Regions from separate parts of the Rattus norvegicus genome. Here region 2 is linked to region 1. A link is a contact called in public Hi-C data. All regions are on one chromosome and are shown on one strand. Each heading gives the region's core, a stretch centred on a gene start, on an enhancer-like site or on the middle of the called end of the contact. The rest is flanking DNA. Distances are from core to core; before and after follow the strand shown. Region 1 has its middle 57 kb from the start of Tent4a. Region 2 holds the start of Cfap90 (cilia and flagella associated protein 90).

Region 1 (6,863 bases), core at 95-2,594:
AAACATTTGTTTACACAAAGGTCCTGCTGTGTTTTTGGAAGTTAAGCCACTTAAGTAGCCCACCATTTCCCACTTCCCTTAATTCCCTTTATAAATTTAAAACCAGTCAGTCTGGAAAGACTGTGAGGTCAGACCCCAGTGGGGGTGGGGGGGTGCAGTCCCCATTTGCACTTCCTGCCTCCTTCTGCTTGTTCTTCTCCACAAGGGTGGAGTGTACCAACTTGGCAGAGAGTAAAGTTTTGCCTTCTTGAGACCCTTTAGTTGGAGGGGTGGTCCCTCTGCAACCCTGAACACATTTCTAACAATGACAAGTGACATTTTTATTCAGGTCTCTTATGCAGCCTCTCAACGTGAAAATAACTGTGTTTCCCACTATAGTCCTCCTGTGAGGACAGTGTATTCGTAAGAGAACAGGTGTCAAGCTCTCTACCAGAGTGGCATAGTGTGCCATGCACCTCAGAGTTGATGGATTTGTTTTGGAACTCTCCCTTGAGAATACCCTTCAATCCTTTATGTCTGTCTTAGGTACAAGGACATCTAGTTCTGAGAATCATTCAAGTGCCGACTCATGCTAGGGAGTGACATCTGTGGGGTAGATGACGTTCTGGAGGGCAGGCAACATGGCTCAGCAGTTAGGGACATTTGCTGCCAGGTCAGATGATCTGAGTTGTTGCCCAGGGACTGACATAAAGGAGAGAACAGATTCCACAGAGCTGTCCTTTGATGTCTACATGGTTATCTTAGCATGAGTGGCCACTCTTACACACACTTTTAAATCCAGGGACCTCTTCCCTCTAAACTCACACCCCTTCCCACTGCTCTAACACCTCCTCCCCTTAAAAATCCCTAGATATCAAAATTTTCATTGTTCTACATATTGTTTTCTATCTCAGCAGCTCACCCACCCATAATTAATAAAAGGATTTTCACCTGAAATCTTCCTTAGCACATCTCTCTACTGCACCTGCACTTAATTTTATTACTTTAAAAAGAGAAAGAAAGAGAAAAGAAAAGAAAAGAGGTGCCGGAAGACAGTGTGTGATGCCTCGCACCATTTCGGGAGAATGGCCCAGATCAGCCTATGTTGCTTTTGTCTGGGATGAATATTTAGTTGCTCCTGCAGCCTGCGAATGCTGGGAGTTTTGCACAGCACACGGGAGGGAGCCAGAGAGTGCCTCTGCTGACAGACCTGAGAGCCTCTCTAAATTTATCCTGTTTCCCGCTGTGCTAGATCCAATTTGACTTTGAACTTTAAGAAAAAACAGCTCCGTGGGTTACATAACTGGCGGATGTAAGCCGGGAGGAGGTGACTGGAGCTTGCGAAAAGAAGGAAAAAGGCTTCTCTTGCTCCAAGGCAGGTGGTGCTGGCGACTGCTAGGCAGGGTGGAGGAGTGGGTGTCGCCCTCCCCCAGCTTCCCTTTGAGTCAAGGCTTATTCTTCTGTCAGCTCTGGACCCACTGCTTCAGGGCTCTGCAGGGGGCTCGCAGATTAATCTGGGACAAATTTAAGATGTGAGCACTTTAAGACTTTGCGGCGGTCTTCTCTCCATCTTAGCTGCTCGTTAGGCTCACCTGGGAGCTCCTGAAAATAAAGTCTCGGGATCCCGTTCCAGCGACTGGGACTTAATTAGACTGGGGTGGAGCCTGGTGAGAAACATGTTTCAGAGCTCTCTCTTGGCAGTTTTGGTTTACGACTAGGTCTGTGCTCAGTTTGTTTGAAGGTGTTGCTTTCCCAGACATTTCTTTTTACGATGACAAGAAACCCCAGGTGCCTTCCTTCTGGTTCTAAATCCAGAGGTGCGGGTTTTCAGCACCTTCAAGTACCCTAGGTGAAATGCATCATGGTCCAGGTGACCTTGTGCCTCGAGTCCCTGACTGGTGTTTCTAACACTATTTAAAGTCACAAACACTTTCAAAATGACTCTTTGACTTTGTGCTAAACGGGACTGGGGGGGGGGCATTTTGTTGTTGCCATTTCCACGTTTGGTTTAATCTCAATAAAAGAGGGACATTTTTCTTAGAGTTTGAGAGCAGCAATAGCAGTTAGCAAGCAGCTGCAGCAGCTACTGGGAACAGCGGGACAGAGAAGAAAGCAGGCCACGCAGTGTGTAAACAACCACATTTTTTTTTTTTGGATTGCTAATTAATGCATGAGGACCGAGCCCACTGTGGGTGGTACCATTCTCCAGCAGGTGATCCTGGGCTCTCCAAGGTGAATGTGAACCTAGGAGCAAGCCAGAGAGCGGTATTCTTCTTTGGTGTCTGTTTCAAGCTTCTGCCCCGAGTTCTTGCGCTTGATTTCCTGGGGGATGGACTGTAACTTGTCATCTAAAATAAACCCCTTTCTTACTAAGTTGCTTTTAGTCACTGGTCACAGCAGCAGAAAGTGAACTAGAACAAAGGAGGAGCAGCCGTGGGGCGGAGGGTGTCGGTGGTACAGTGGGGGAGGGTGGAGATGTGTGGCTCCCGAGTAAACGCGTGGGAGCTGCATGCCACAGAAAGAATACCCGGGTCTTGGCCAGTGTTGGAAAGAAAAATAAACAGAAAGAAGGAGGAAGAGAGCTGACAGGTTTCTGAGTAACTCAGACAAGTGTTCGATTCCGTTGCCACAAGGGAGGAGCTTTGCCAGTGGCGCTGTACTAGTCTCATGGGGGATGATTATTCCTCTCACCTCCTTCTCATGTCTCTAGGTAAAACATCTTTCCTGGGGAGGGGGACTCCGTGCCAGGTGACTGACAAGCCCAGTTGAATTTACTCTTCTCTTTGGAGCAGATGTTATGTCTCCACCCAGAACAAGAGGTTTCCCCGACTTTGGATGAGGCCTGAGGAGAGACAGAACTGATGTTTACCGTGGTAAACTTAATTGACGACTTGGCAGAGGAAAACTCAGTTGAAGAGCTTCCATGGCCGTGGGCGTGTCTGTAGGCCTGTCTTATTTATAAACTGATGCCGTGTTAGTTCCACTGGGCGAGAAACAGACCACTACCACAAATTTCAGCCAACTCTGAAGCAAGCCTTTTTTAAAAATTCATTTACATCCTGATCAATATCCCCCTCCCACAATCCCTTCCCTCATCCCTCCTCCTCTTCACCTCTGAGAGAGTAGGCCCCTCCCATATCCACCCCCACTCAACACACATGACGTTTCTGCAGGGGTAGGTATGAAGCAAACTTTATTGAATATTGGCCAGGTAAGTACCCAGGATGCCCAAAGAGTAACTGCCGATGGTGTTAGTCCAATACTCGTAAAGGCAAACCCACAAGACTGTATGACCTGTCTCCTTTATCCAATTACCGGCAAGCATACATCCTGACATACTTCCTGCCTGTATACCTCCTGCCTACATGTGATCAAGTACATCCTGTGCAGTTGGAACAATCTACCTTGTGTGCAAAAGTGAAAACATGTGGCTTGCTGTCTTATAGGAGCAATGCCCCCTAGCATTCCAGAGTGTTATCTGTCCTTGGGCTAGTGGGGGCTTTACTGGCTAGAGGCAGTTTGTTGTTTGTTTCTGTCTTGTAAATCTCTTCAGTACAGTCATTAAAACATAATTTCAGCCCTCACAGTCCTCCCTTGAGTTGTATTCTGAGTCAAATCCTTGACTCTGTGGTGGGTACCTGTTTATATTGGGGTAATAATAATCAACTTGATGACACCCAGATGGGAATTTATGTCTCTAGTTAAGGCATTGATGATGCAAGGGCCAATAGTAATTTGCAGAAACGCAAGGGCCAAAGGCCCTGTGATGGCTGACATCAGAGTGGCTATGAGAATGAGAGATAGTCTTTTATTTCATATCCCCCCTTCTACTCCCTGCCTCCCCCTTTGACTACAGACAAACTACCTCTAATGATTCTCTGGTGGTTTTCTTTTTTGAAACAAAATTTTTCTTAAAGTCACTACATAATGCAGATCAGATGCCCTATCCTTGTAGAACTCTTCCAGCTAAAGAATCTGTGTGTTTATTCATCTGGGTCTATTTGGTTTTAACAGGTACCTCTCCAGATATGCAGATTGGCACAATAGGTAGTTTTGTCCCCTATACTAGGGAGTTTCCTTTTGATCTGGCTTGTTGGGGACAAGGGGTGACATACTCTCCTCTGTAACTACTTCCTGATTGAAAAAAAAAGTTTCCTTTTGATTCTGGCTTGTTGGGGACAAGGGGTGACATACTCTCCTCTGTAACTACTTCCTGATGAAATTAGGCTGTCATTGTCAGGGTCCAGGAGGGCCGGAATGCTAGCCAAAGGCTGAGGGGTTCAGGCAATGGGGCATTCATCAGAAATGTCTGGTTCATTGACTCACCTGAAGAGACAGGGAGCAATTGAGAGGCCAAATCTTTTAAATCCAGACTCCAGTTTTTAAACCTGACCTAAGTTTGAACTCAGGTAAACCAGCAGGCTGATATCTAGCATTAGTTTCCAAGTTATCCACACAACAAAACCTGAGCCTAGCTCCAGTCTCTAGGCTAGTTCCCAACAAGACCAGCTTCTCCAGGTTATACCCCCAACAAGATCTTCTCCAGGTTGTTTCTCCAACAGATTTGCACCCCCAGGTTACAAGCCCATCCCCTGCCTAATGACCACCAATGCAGAGGGGAGCAGAAACTAAGTTTATGATATAATTCTCAGCACCAGCCAATTATGTTAAAGGCCACAGTAGTTTTCCAATTAGATGCTTGCGCACTTATCACTCCCCTCTTGCTGCTTACCATAAAGCCTTGCTCTGATAGATATTTGGGGCTTCCCCACCACCAAAACCATCCTGCATGACAGCAGCACGTTGGAGGAGCCCAAGCTAGCTCAAATAAAGGCCCTGCTATGAGTTGCAATAGATGGGCTCCTGTCTGTTTCTTTTGGGAATCATTAACACTTTCCTGGCACTACAAAATCACATCGGCTGGACTGGTTCACATCAGCCTTCAGCAAGCCCAGGGCTCTCAGCTGTTTGGAGTAGTTTGTAGTCCCCAGATGATTACTGGATGATGTCTGTCAGCCAAGTGGAAATCTGTTGAGTCAGATATAGATGAGGGACAGAAGCTAAAGTTTAGGGACTTAAAGGAAAAATCTTACATTTGGAACTTTCAGGCACACTATCTTGGTAGTTGGGGGAGGGAAGGAATCCTAAGACTAGGCAGGGAAAGAAATCACATCCTCAGGAATAGGCAGGCGGGGAGACTTAGGCTGTACCTAGAGTCCTTTGACCTGTGAGAGGTGGATCCAAGTTTTAGTTCCTCAATTCCCTGAAACTTACATTTTTTTTAAGTTTACAAAAAGAGATAAAGTTTAGATATATTAGCATTACTGTTGGTAATCTGTACTAAAATCCACATTGTAGGAAAAGCAGCTAACGGCTGTTTGTAAAACAGGTGGAGTCGATTCACTCCTAGCCATATAGGAAGACATTTGTGTTAAAAAGCATGAGTATTCTCTTCTTTGTCCACAGGGTTGTATATACATATACATATAAACCTATATATCTATATGTCAATAGGGATCCATCCACCTATCTATCTATCTATCTATCTATCTATCTATCTATCTATCTATCTATCTATCTATCTATAGAGAGATTGGACAGAGATGCTTTTTAGCCTGGCAAGATGCACCTTTGAGTCTATACTTAGAAGACAACCTAAGGAAATTGTAAATCTTGAGCCTGTGACTGATACTGGTAGTCAGTGCCCTACCAGCTTATCTAAACTCCACTGATCAATGTGAAAACTCTGAACTTTTGAAATTTAAGTAAAACAATAGCATAGAAGGGGAAAAGAAATCTGAAACTTTTTTATTACCTTAAATCCCTATCTTACACATTTATAACTTACATTGACATGCTTTAAACCACGCTATTAGACCCTCAGAGTTTACATTAACTTCAAACCTTTTTTTCATTCCATCTCACCATTTACCACATTGACTTCATTCAGCACAAGTAGTTATTACTGAGAGCAGTTATTGCAAAGCAAGTTCTTTTAAATAAAGGAACAGTAAAAAGTTACACCTGAAACCTGTGTATCCTTTAATATGAAGCTGTATCTTTTAATATGAAGGCAAATCTGTTTGCCTTTCTCGGCAAGAGGCCTAGTAGCTCTAGAAAAAGCAAGGCCCTATTTTTACATATGAAATCAACTAGCAAGCAAACTGCAGCTTTGGAGAAGGAGCCCAGCCACCAACGCCACCAGAGACCTGAGAAGGATAAAATAAATAGCAGGAAGTGTAATACAAATGGCTTAGTGCCTGGAGCTTAGCCCTGGGCTTGGTCCTCTTGGAAGCAGCTGGGCTGGAAGAGCATCTACCTGGTCTTGCAAAAAGAGTAGGTTGCTTTCTATAATAACACACAGCTATCTAGTTACTCTGAGGCCAGAAGCTGCAGACCTCTGGGTCTACTGACATTTGTTGCTAACAGTGGGGTGACTAGGTAATGGATTTATTGCTATTGCTTCCTTCTCTGTCCACATGGCCAGAAGTCTCTCCTGCTGGTCTGGTTTGAGAATCAGAGAGGAAGGGAAGGATATGCACAGACACATAGACGTTCATATCCCCAGACTCTGGCCAGGCCCAATCATCTGTCTCAATCAACTCCACAAGTATTCATGCACGCTTACTTACACACACATACAATTACACACGTATGTACAGACAGAATCATACAATTACACACGTGTGTACAGACAGAATATACATGTGGATGGATGGGTGGGTAGGTAGGTGGCACAGAGCTTCCCAAGCCAAACCTTCCAACCAACAACTTTATTTCTTTTCTCTGGTCTTTTATACCTTCTAAGACAAAAAGTCCTTTAGAAAATTACCTCAAAGATAAAATGTTACATAAAATTGGAGTCACAGAAGGATGTTGATATT
Region 2 (7,203 bases), core at 3,927-6,426, 1.0 Mb after region 1:
CATAGAAAGAATCAATAGAACCAAAAGTTGGTTCTTTGAGAAAATCAACAAGATAGATAAACCCTTAGCCAGACTAACGAGAGGACAAAGAGAGTGTGTCCAAATTAACAAAATCAGAAATGAAAAGGGAGACATAACAACAGAGTCAGAGGAAATTCAAAAAATCATCAGATAATACTATAAAAGCCTATATTCAACAAAACTTGAAAATCTGGAGGAAGTGGACAATTTCCTAGACATATACCAGGTACCAAAGTCAAATCAGGAACAGAAAAACCATTTTATCAACCCTGTAACTCCTAAGGAAATAGAAGGAGTCATTAAAAGTCTCCTAACCAAAAAGAGTCCAGGCCCAGACGGGTTTAGTGCAGAATTCTATCAGACCTTCATAGAAGACCTCATACCAATACTATCCAAACTATTCCACAAAATTGAAACAGGTGGAGCACTACCGAAATTCCTTCTATGAAGCCACAATTACTCTTATACCTAAACCACACAAAGACCCAACAAAGAAAGAGAACTTCAGACTAATTTCCCTTATGAATATCAACGTAAAAATGCTCAATAAAATTCTGGCAAACGGAATCAAAGAGCACATCAAAACAATCATCCATCATGATCAAGTAGGCTTCATCCCAGGGATGCAGGGATGGTTTAATATACAGAAAACCATCAGCATAATCCACTATATAAACAAACTGAAAGAACAAAACCACATGATCATTTCCTTAGATGCTGAGAAAACATTTGACAAAATTCAACACCCCTTCATGATAAAAGTCCTGGAAAGAATAGGAATTCAAGGCCCATACCTAAACATAGTAAAAGCCATATACAGCAAACCAGTAGCTAATATTAAACTAAATTGAGAGAAACTTGAAGCAATCCCACTAAAATCAGGGACTAGACAAGGCTGCCCACTCTCTCCCTACTTATTCAATATAGTTCTCGAAGTCCTAGCCAGAGCAATCAGACAACAAAAGGAGATCAAAGGATTACAAATTGGAAAGGAAGAAGTGAAAATATCACTATTTGCAGACGATATGATTGTATACTTAAGTGATCCCAAAAGTTCCACCAGAGAACTACTAAACCTGATAAACACCTTCAGTAAAGTGGCCGGGTATAAAATTAACTCAAATGAATCAGTAGCCTTCCTCTACACAAAAGAGAAACAAGCCGAGAAAGAAATTGGGGAAATGACACCCTTCATAATAGTCCCAAATAATATAAAATACCTCGGTGTGACTTTAACTAAACAAGTGAAAGGTCTGTATGATAAGAACTTCAAGACTCTGAAGAAAGAAATTGAAGAAGACCTCAGAAGATGGAAAGATCTCCCATGCTCATAGATTGGTAGGATTAATATAGTAAAAATGGCCATTTTACCAAAAGCGATCTACAGATTCAATGCAATCCCCATCAAAATTCCAACCCAATTCTTCATAGAGTTAGACAGAACAATTTGCAAATTCATCTGGAATAACAAAAAACCCAGGATAGCTAAAACTATCCTCAACAATAAAAGGACTTCAGGGGGAATCACTATCCCTGAACTCAAGCAGTATTACAGAGCAATAGTGATAAAAAAAACTATATGGTATTGGTACAGAGACAGACAGGAAGACCAGTGGAATAGAATTGAAGACCCAGAAATGAACCCACACACTTATGGTCACTTGATTTTTGACAAAGGAGCTAAAACCATCCAATGGAAAAAAGATAGCATTTTCAGCAAATGGTGCTGGTTTAACTGGAGGTCAGCATGTAGAAGAATGCAGATCAATCCATGCTTATCACCTGGTACAAAGCTTAAGTCCAAGTGGATCAAGGACCTCCACATCAAACCAGATACACTCAAACTAATAGAAGAAGAAGTGAGGAAGAGTCTCGAACACATGGGCACTGGAGAAAATTTCCTGAACAAAACACCAATGGCTTATGCTCTAAAATCAAGAATCGACAAATGGGATCTCATAAAACTGCAAAGCTTCTGTAAGGCAAAGGACACTTGTTAGGACAAAACGGCAACCAACAGATTGGGAAAAGATCTTTACCAATCCTACATCTGATAGAGGGCTTATATCCAAAATATACAAAGAACTCACGAAGTTATACTGCAGGGAGACAAATAACCCTATTAAAAATGGGGTTCAAAGCTAAACAAAGAATTCACAGCTGAGGAATGCTGAATGGCTGAGAAGCACCTAAAGAAATGTTCAACATCTTCAGTCATAAGGGAAATGCAAATCAAAACAACCCTGAGATTTCACCTCACACCAGTGAGAATGGCTAAGATCAAAAACTCCAGCAAGAGCAGATTCTGGCAAGGATGTGGAGAAAGAGGAACACTCCTCCATTGTTGGTGGGATTCCAGACTGGTACAACCATTTTGGAAATCAGTCTGGAGGTTCCTCAGAAAATTGGACATTGAACTACCTGAGGACCCAGCTATACCTCTTGGGCATATACCCAAAAGACGCCCTAACATATAACAAAGACACGTGCTCCACTATGTTCATAGCAGCCTTATTTATAATAGCCAGAAGCTGGAAAAAACCCAGATGCCCTTCAATAGAGGAATGGATACAGAAAATGTGGTACATCTACACAATGGAAATCTACTCAGCTATCAAAAACAATGACTTTATGAAATTCATAGGCAAATGGGTGGAACTGGAAAATATCATCCTGAGTGAGGTAACTCAATCACAGAAAAACACACATGGTGTGCACTCATTGATAGGTGAATATTAGCCCAAATGCTCGAATTACCCTAAATACACAGAACACATGAAACTCAAGAAGGATGACCAAAATGCGGATTCTACATTCCTTCTTTAAAAGGGGAACAAGAATACCCTTGGGAGAGAATAGGGAGTCAAAGTTTAGAACAGAGGCTGAAGGAACACCCATTCAGAGCCTGCCCCACATGAAGCCCATATATATACAGTCACCAGACTAGATAAGATGGATGAAGGAAAGAAGTGCAGGCTGACAGGAACCGGATGTATATCTCTCCTGAGAGACACAGCTAGAATACGGCAAAAACATAGGCGAATGCCAGCAGCAAACCACTGAACTGAGAATGGGACCCCTGTTGAAGGAATCAGAGAAAGGACTGAAAGAGCTTGAAGGGGCTTGAGAGCCCTTAGGGACAACAATGCCAAGCAACCAGAGCTTCCAGGGACTAAGCCACTACCCAAAGACTATACATGGACTGACCCTGGGCTCCAACTGCGTAGGTAGCAATGAATAGCCTAGTAAGAGCACCAGTGGAAGGGGAAGTCCTTGGTCCTGCCAAAACTGAATCCCTAGTGAACGGGATTGTTGGGGGGGAGGGTGGTAATGGGGGGAGGGTGGGGAGGGGAACACCCATATAGAAGGGGAGGGGAACACCCATATAGAAGGGGAGGGGGAGGGCTGGGGGGGATGTTGGCCTGGAAACTGGGAAAGGGAATAACAATTGAAATGTAAATAAGAAATATCCAATTTAATAAAGATGGACAAAAATAAAATAAAGTGTCTCCTGGGCCATAGGAAACCCTGTAAGGCATTTTCTTAATTAGTGATTGATGGATGAAGCACATTCTGGGAGGTGCCATCCTGGACTGGTGGTCCTACGTTCTACAGAAAAGCAAGCTGAGCAAAGTCATTGTGGGCAATCCAGTAAGTAGCACCCCTCCAAGGACTTGGCATCAACTTCTGCCTCCAGGTTCCTGTCCTGCCTGAGTTCCTGCCCTCACTGCTTTTGTATGATGAACTGTTGTAGGAGTCTGTGAGTGAACAAAGTTCTTTTCAAGTTTGCTTTTGGCCTTGGTGTTTTTCACAGCAACAGTAACCCCAACTAAGACAGTGTTCTTATTGTTTCTGCCATCTAGAGTCAGAATGTTTCCCACACCCTGGACCTTACAGACACTGCAACTAGGGTCAGGGCTTGTCTCCATTGTTACCTGAGACTTGATACAGACAGACCCCAGGGGGTTGAGCCACCTTAAGTAGAGCAACCCTGACACTCCACTGACCCACCAACTGGTAGTGGGCAGAAAGAGTGGCCCAGCATCCTGACAGTACTCCCTCAGTTTTTTATGGAATGGATGGGTAGCAGCTTCTCCCCTGTTCCCAGAGGGGCACCTCTGGTCAGCTTCCCAGGAATGGCTGTGATTGCCTGATCCCTTTATGCTCACTCCTCTTTGCCGTTCCCACTCCCAGGACACATTTGCATCACTTCACTTGCACCAAGCTCACATCTGTCCATCCTCACTTCCTGAGGTGTCTACAACTGTGATTGTGATGGCCATATTCTTGGTGCCCTTGTGCCTCTGTTCAAGGTCTCTCTCTTGCCTACTAACCATGTCTGCCTCACTGGTGTCAAATTCCAGCCCCTTCACAAGTGATAACACAGGGGGCCCTGACCCAGACTCTGGTATTTAACCCTAGCTAACCCCGAGACCAGTTCCACATCTGTAAAACAGGAGGCTTCCGTGCTAGCCAGTTTCGCACCCCTATACAATTCCTTTGGACTCTGCAGCTCAGTGCAGTTTGTCCTGGGCACCACCCTCTACCTAGAGCTGCAGTACCTCTAAAGCCTCTAGTACTTTGACCCCGCCCCTCCTACCTTGGCTAGCTGCCCTTGGACAATATCAGAAATAGTCCTTCCCAACCCTCTCCTCACAGTATTACTACCACACCTGAAACCCTGCCCTATTACTGTCTGAACAGCTCAAGTTATGTGGTCCCACCCCAGGCCTCTCTCTAGCACTGAAGCCCCGCCCTCATCACATTCCTTTCCGCTCTGAGCCCTCCCTGATAGTGCGGACTCGTGTGTGTGTGTGTGTGTGTGTGTGTGTGTGTGTGTGTGTGTGTGTGTGTGTGTGTGTGTGTCCCTCCTCTCTCTCTTGGACCTGCTCACCTGGCCCTCGCGACTGAAGTAGCTGTGCTCCTTGGGGCCCTGATGCCGTGGAGGGATGTAGCTGAAAGCTGATATCGCTGAGATGGGCAAAGGTCGGGGTTTGCCCCGCAGGGTTGCGGCGGTAATTTCCTCCTCCTCCTCCTCTTCTCCCTCTTCTTCTCCTGCCTCCTCTTCCACCTTTTCCTCCTTCTCCTTCACGCCACCGGGGTCCATCGCTCGCTGCTCCTTCTTGGCGGGTCCCTCCATCAGGCTTCTGCGTCCCTCCAGGCGTCTGCGCTCGGTCGTTGCCTAGCAACTGCGCCTTGTTCTCAGCATCCACTTTGTGACGTTCCTTGACGCGTCCTTCTAGTTCTTTTCACTTCACAACCTGAGCAGGTGTGTTTGTGGCTTTCCAAGTAGGAGCCACCTAAGGGACCACACCCAATCCTCTACATCTGATTACCAGCACAGTTTGTTTTAAGTTTTGGGCATTCCTTAACTTTGCAGATCATGACAGAAAGCTACTATGCGTCAAGATCTGACGGTTCAGCCCTGAAACAAACAGCCCTAGGTCACAGAGAGCTTACAACTTGGTGAAGTCAGATGACAAAGATGAGAAAGGCTACAGAGGTCTAGGGAGTGTGATCCAACAGAAAAATGAGGGCCATGTGTATATTGCACATATTGAAAAGGCTAAGGGCAGAGAAGCATGGGCTGCACACATGTACCTGGCATTTCATATGTGGGCAAGGCACAGGAGCAGAGGAGAGTGACCTTGGCACAGGAGTCAAGTTCATAGGATTTCAGGCAGCTCTGATCATGCTCCCTCCTCAGCTCCAGGAAGCCCACTCCCTCCTTTCCTCTGTTCTCCCCTGGTAGTTTGCCTGAGTAGACCATGAGTCAGAAAAAAAGACCACCATAAAGCAAGGTCTCAACGCCTTTAGTCTTGCTGGAAATCACTTAGCGAGGTCACTTAGTGACCATCTACCTGGAGCTTGGAGATGTGTAGAAAACAGAGCCATCACCCTTCTCCCAGGAGCAGAAGTCACAAGAGCATGCCAGTTAAATGTTATCGTCCCCATGAAAGTATCAGTAAAATAAAATAAAGTACCCTCTATAATCAATCTACTGTCAACCTTTCCCACCTCTCCCAGCCTTTCCAAAGACAGACTGAGAGGTCAGCTGAGGCCCCTTGCAAGCTTTGTATAAATGATAAAGTATACACACTTGCACAGGTAGACGGGGCTGACAGAAACTATGTGAGAACTCGGCTCCAGCATAGCCCAAATTGAGATTATTCCACTACAGAAATCCCGTTCACAGCCATTCAGACATATAATTTTGCTAGCTGCAATTTCATTCAGTTACTTATTTTGTTAGTAGTAAAAGAAAACTTCACGAATAGCACTTTAGTTAAAAACAATCTCGGGGTTGGGGATTTAGCTCAGTGGTAGAGCGCTTGCCTAGGAAGCGCAAGGCCCTGGGTTCAGTCCCCAGCTCCGGAAAAAAAAAAAAAGAACCAAAAAAAAGAACCAAAAAAAACCAATCTCTAGTTAGCTTTAATTTTAACTGTCAGTGCCACACAGCCTGGAGTCAGGAAAAGGAATCTCAGTAGAAGGCTCACCCCCATTAGATTGTACTGTTGGCATGTCTGTGAGGACCGTCACAATGTCGGAGGATTCAGCCTACTGTGGGTGTACCAATCTCTGGCAAGGTGGTCTTGGATTATATTTCTTCTTATAGCTAAGCATGAACCTGCAAGCAATCTGGCTAGTAGCATTCTTCTATGGTTTCTGCTTTGAGTCTCTGCCCTGAGCTCTCTCAAGGATGGACATGGACTGAAGTGTAAACAAAATTGAACCTTCCCTCCCCTGAATTGCTTCTCTTCAGAGTATTTTATCACAGCAACGGAGGGGAATGAGCACACATAGAAGGCAGGCTTTGTTCACAGATATGGCAGTGGGTGTAGGGACTACTGCAATGGGTCTTTCAGCCTGAGATCGAGATCAGGTTCAATTGCCAGGTCTCACAACATTCCTGAAACTAGCAAGATACACAGGGCATCTAGCCAGGAGCCAAGGAACAAGTTTGGTGCCATGGATTAAGAGAGGAAAAGTGGGGGCTGGGGATTTAGCTCAGTGGTAGAGCGCTTACCTAGGAAGCGCAAGGCCCTGGGTTCGGTCCCTAGCTCCAAAAAAAAAGAACCAAAAAAAAAAAAAAGAGAGAGAGAGAGAGAGAGAGAGAGAGAGAGAGAGAGAGAGAGAGAGAGGAAAAGTGAGGGTACAGGGGTACTGGCTAAACCTACCTGG

The links. A called contact is a pair of places that touch in the nucleus more often than the background predicts.
Region 2: a contact with region 1 is called in a Hi-C map of prefrontal cortex, with 4 times the contacts expected there. The contact joins the promoter of Cfap90 here to the enhancer-like site in region 1. A contact is called at or near these places in 2 of 12 Hi-C or Micro-C datasets (Schwann cells and prefrontal cortex).

What each region holds. Positions count from the first base shown.
Region 1 is chr1:35,648,302-35,655,164 of GRCr8, forward strand. No RefSeq gene overlaps it. Among named protein-coding and RNA genes, the nearest start is that of Tent4a, 57 kb to the left of the region's middle. Within about 2 kb of position 1,345, at least 39 of the 93 cell types and tissues checked have an H3K27ac peak or open chromatin away from gene starts, as enhancers often do. A contact at or near this core is called in prefrontal cortex, where this site is marked.
Region 2 is chr1:36,673,127-36,680,329 of GRCr8, forward strand. Cfap90 (cilia and flagella associated protein 90) reads right to left here and starts at 5,177. Exons shown (of 3, transcript NM_001400836.1): 1 at 4,916-5,177. The coding sequence starts at 5,161.